Linked DNA regions of Oncorhynchus mykiss: region 1 is linked to region 2. The links are chromatin contacts, called in public Hi-C maps. All regions are on one chromosome and are shown on one strand. The core of a region is the stretch at or near the end of the contact, and the rest is flanking DNA. Distances in the headings are between cores, read along the strand shown.

Region 1 (2,700 bases), core at 79-2,578, 130 kb before region 2:
ATTGTTATTTGTGTGTCCACAAGAGGGAGACAAAACATCATACACATTACACTGACCATTTAATAGGCCAGTTTCCAGGGTCCAGACCCAGATTAAGTCTATTCCTCGACCAAAAAGCACTTCAATTGAGATTCTCAATTGGGCATGCTTTTCAGTCCAGAGGTAAATGTAATCTGGGTCTTGGAAATTGGTTTCCACTAGGCTAGGCTAGACTGGAACATCGTGACAGAATCCTCTCTTGTAATGTAATTTGCCCAGGAGGTGATGTAGAAATCATACTATTTCAAATGCTGTTAATATTTGTTAAAATTCAGTATATGCTATTGCACTTGTAGCACTACATTGGTGGTCTTCAGTCGCTCTGTTGTATTTGGGAGTAATTTATTTAACCAAATGTTTAGGATGATCCCAGTCCTTCTTAGGCACTATGTCTAGTAGACAACATTTGGTGTATAGACGTGTCAGCCTCAGAATTTTATGTCATGTCACAACAACCCTTATTCCCCAATTCATCTTCACAGGCGGGACACCTTTACATGGGTGACATTTTCCCTACAAGAGGAGATTATAATTGATTCACAAGGCCCTGTTCCAATATGGCTGTGTTCAGACAGGCAGCCCGATTCTGATAATTTTTCACTAATTGGTCTATTAATGAAATTGGTCAAAAGGCCAATTAGTGGAAAAAAATATCAGAAAGCAGCCCAAGATCCTTTTCCATTTCCTTACATCATTCCCTCCTTCCTCTCTTGAAGCTATCACTGATGTGACCCTATAAAGGATGATGAAAGCTAGGCAGTGTATCATTACTTTAATCTATTGAAATGTTATCAGTGATTACGTCAAGGAAAGGAGGAAAATCAAGATCATGCGTCAAATTATTATTATTATTATTATCATTATTGTGACATTCCATCACCACCATCACTTTACTCTGGGATAATCTCAATTGAAATTGTATCGTGTCCTCTCAGCGCCTACTTCTCATAACCCATTGGATGAGAGAGACAGAGGTCCCGCCCCTCTGATCTTCTCCTCCAATGGGGTTTGAGAAGGAGGCTAGGCGAGAGGGTGCCCAATAGAGATTATTCCACTGTGAGTGAATGTCACTGGAGCTAAAACAAGTCTTGTTCACACAATACCAAATGTACATTATTTTCTGTTGTTAAAATAACCTTCAAAATAATTGTGAGTATCAATATAGCAGCAAATAATCAACTAAAATATGTCCTACCTCTCCACAAACCGTATTGGTGAACATCATTTACAAACGACAAACACAATTTTCATTGGTTATATTAACATGCCTATCAGGTAAGTGCACTCAGATGCAAGGTTGTCGCCGTACTGGGCCAACGATACAGCCGCATACACTGGTGTTGGCTCCGTAGACTGGCCAACTCAGTGTTCTTGCTACAAACGAGATGTATGCATACATTTTTGAATGACAAAAATAACAAGAGATTAGGACTGAAAACATTTGGGTGCGGCGTTCTTCTGAAGAAAGGATTCTGCTTTGGCGGATTTTTTTTTCTTTTGCCTTCTGTATTTCCTTGGCTGTTGTGGACATTTTGGATTCCTTTTTAGTTTTAATGTTCGTTTTTAAAAATTTACCCAAATACAATTATTATTTTTAACTATTTCCACCGTTTATTTTAGTAATCGCTTTTTGTTTATGTATTGTCTGACTGGACACTTTTTCAGCGAGACGCAAACTCTGAACAGTAAAGAACTTTTGAGGGGATTGGTCTCGCGAAAGAATGCGTCTGACTGATTAGCTAGCCAGCTAGCTAGCTAGGTGTAATTTAAGTGGATGCTTGGAAGAAACAAACCTTGTCGGCCAGCGAATTTATACAGTTTAAAACGTTGGTGGATTTAACAATTTTCGGACTATATATCAAATGAGAAACTAAATCGACACCGTTGTATGGTAAGTGAAGTCTAACGACACTCGTTATCACTGTAGCTATATGGGTAGCAGTTGGCTAGTGTGTGTGGTCATGAACAAACGCGTTAGCTAGTTATCCAGTCGCGTCGCTAGCCGGGGGGGGGGGGGGGGGGGGGGGGGGCTAGCTTGCACTCTTTACAGGTGGATTTCCTCACGAATGGAGTTGGCTAACTAATAATTATTAATGCAGTTTCGTTGGTTGGTTATTGTGGTGAAGCAAACTAGATAGTTTGGTTTTACAAGTGGCAATATCACAATCTGGCAATTTACGTGACTCGTTTACTTGTTTTGTTTTCTTACACTGGAATGCCATTAACGTTAATGTAGCTACTGTTTACTTTCCGTTAACGTTAAGCTATCTGACATTAGGTACTTTAATACCTAGCTAGAAGGCTACCAACCTACAGCCCAATTAATTATCTTGACATTGTCAATAAACAGGACTCGTGCCTCTAAACAATCAGTATAATGCGGAAATATGTTGTTGTTCATCGCTTCCTGTGTCGCACACCTTCAGTTCGTATTCGAGGACCGATGTCCTGCTGTACTCGGCATTTTCATTTAATTAGCTAATCTTATTAACAAAGGTAAAAGTTATCTAGTATCAAAACTAGCTAACTTCAATCAGTTGGCTTTGATCCTGTGTTATTGACCCGAGACAGTGAGGCTAATCTCGCGACGGATGTATCTGAAGGTGATAAGAACGTATCTAATGGCATTCTCACTATAGCTACCTAGCTAGAATGATTAGA
Region 2 (2,700 bases), core at 125-2,624:
CACTCCTCATACTCCATTTGCTGTATTGACATGAAGCTAACCCCTTCCAGCCCCCTTCCTGTTTGCTTACTAACGAAATGACACACTCCTCGACCACTTATTGATTTCTGGCTCACGGAGGATATACGACGGAGGATGGTCGTTTGCCCAAACAAGAAAACCCCTTAGTTTCAGCAAGTGCACTGTGCCATTAAGTAAGAAAGGGTGCACAGCTCCTGCTTCTTCCAGATGAATAATATTTTGGTTCCACCTTGGCGACCCATTTTTTGTTTTGCCATGGAAACGTCTCCAATGTAGATTTTATTTAGTAATTATAAAGTTTTCCTTCTGGGTTTTCTCATTAGGCAGAAGTCTATCCTCTCTCCTCCGTCCTCTCTTCTCCATGACCCGAAACCAATAAGTGTCCGAGGAGTGTGTTAGTTTGTTAGTAGGCAAACGGAAGTGTTCTCCCCTCCTCGATAGCCACCTTTTATCGAGGATACTCATGTGTATTCTACTGCAGAATCATTTTTAAATTTTCCACACCCCCTTTGAATCAGCTTTTGTTTCATCAGAGAAAAACACTTTTAAAAACAATATTCTACTTATTGTTTTATCTATAAAATGTTTTGCACAACAATTTTTTTGGACTTTACACATTTATTTTGGGATGCTCCTCCCTGTTATCTTAATTTGCCTAATGATGCTCCGAGCAGAGAAGGACCGGCTCATTTCAAGCAAAAGCATTTCCATCCACGTCCACTCTCCTCGATTAACTGTGGCTTTTTTCAAGAGGAGAGAGGACGCAGTCTGGTAATGAAATCTAATTGAAGAAAGACCCTTGATGTGAGACATCCTTGACACATGAAGGCGCTGTTCGCACAGCAATCGGTGGAGACGTCAAGATCTTTCAGCATTACTGTCAAAGATTTGCTAAACTAACCCAAGATTGACCATAGCATGTCGATTCCAATGGGAGCAAATTAATCACAGTGGGCCGAACAAACAAGGAAGTGGGCAGAACCAAGCACGAGCTAGGGAGATTATATTGGCCCGTTCTAACATGTGTTTGCATATTTCCGTTAGGGAACGCCTACTCTGTGAAGTGCGTGTGTGCAATTGCTAATTTGGCCCTTGCACTCATTTTAAACAACGCCATTTTGGGGGGAAACTTTACCCGCAAAGGGTAAAGTCTACAAAACGTAATCCACTTCGTAACAGATTGTAGTTTTCTTAACAGTATTAAACTCAAATGTTTCACGGATGAGAAAATTAGCAGACTATCGTCCAAAATCCTTCTCGCTCCATCTTCTCTCACAGCCGCCGCTTCCCCTTACCACCATATTTGGTTGTGAGTGGGACACGCCAACCGGATGCTTCAGATTTATACATCCGGTGAAACGTCTGGTTCACTGTTCTGTCTGTGGTACTGTCTTTGCTGCCCCTGTAACCGTTTTCTAGAATTAACGTTCGGATAGTCGTAAAATACGATTTCCTGTACATTTTCAAGAGGAAGCATTTCGAAAAATGAGTGGAATTCCAGGCACCGCTGTCATTCAAATCACCAATCTGTCGTCTGCCGTGAGTAGTGAGCAGATGCGCACTCTCTTCGGCTTTCTTGGGGACGTCGAGGAGTTACGTCTTTACCCCCCGGAGTAAGCGCTATCAATTCGGCATGCCTAATAAAGAAACACCCAGGATCAAGGGCCTACTCCGCACGTTTACCATTGGTGCAGCTAGCTACCGGAGTTTACTTAATGTAGATAGATAGGCATGTATAGCTAACGTTGACTTGTAAACTGTGTTCATTCAACATCCATGTAATTTCTAATATATGTCTGTGTTCTCTTACAGCAATGCACCACTCCCCTTCTCGTCCAAAGTATGTTACATAAAGTATCGAGAGCCTTCCAGTGTTGGCGTGGCGCAACATTTAACCAACACTGTATTTATTGACAGAGCTTTGATCGTAGTCCCATGTGCAGAAGGTGAGTATGCTCAAACTCATTCAAGTGATGATGTTGACATAATGAGTGTTTTGTGTAGTCAACACACTTCCTGTGAAATTGTGTTGTCTATTGGTTCGTGAAACCGCTGAAATTCTAACGTTAGTATCCTACATTCAAATAGCAGGTACATGCAAGTGTTTCTTTCCAGTGTTTTGCTGTGTTGGTTTCCATTAGGAATACACATGAACACAAATGCACTTTCACACTTGCACTGTATCCCAGATCCAAGATGGCCTAATCCACAATGAGCACTCAATTTATCCTAAGCACCTGTCACAACTAGCTAGATATAAGCAGTGTGTTTTGTCATGGGGCTATACACAATATGAAAATAACATGATCATTTGCACGGACCATGGAAGGCACATTGTAGTAGCAGGAGTAGACACTTAGAGTAACATCATAGACTAGTACCACCTCACTGTATTCAATGACAGTTTATGCTGGTCTGGCAATACATCATCCACATTCTTGCGAAATAACACTTGACTCGGATTCTGATGTTCTTGACAAAGGTTGACGTGATTGTTATGGGTATAATGCATAGTGATATGGAGGTGATTTCAAGGATGGTAGAATAACATAATAAATAATTAACTACTTCTTTTCTCTCTTTATTTTGTTTCATTTTTTTTTTTTTTTTTTTTTTTTTTGCTTAATCTCCCTGTCTTCTAGAACCTTCTTGTTCCATTATTTAGCGTATAGCTTCTCA

What was found. A called contact is a pair of places that touch in the nucleus more often than the background predicts.
Region 1: a contact with region 2 is called in a Hi-C map of liver, with 2.4 times the contacts expected there. A contact is called at or near these places in 2 of 3 Hi-C or Micro-C datasets (blood and liver).

Annotation. Positions count from the first base shown.
Region 1 is chr5:24,617,737-24,620,436 of USDA_OmykA_1.1, reverse strand. It overlaps LOC110522834 (erbin), which reads left to right and starts at 1,328. Exons shown (of 25, transcript XM_036977111.1): 1 at 1,328-1,930. The coding sequence starts at 1,928.
Region 2 is chr5:24,486,149-24,488,848 of USDA_OmykA_1.1, reverse strand. It overlaps srek1 (splicing regulatory glutamine/lysine-rich protein 1), which reads left to right and starts at 1,374. Exons shown (of 14, transcript XM_021602210.2): 1 at 1,374-1,634; 2 at 1,834-1,967.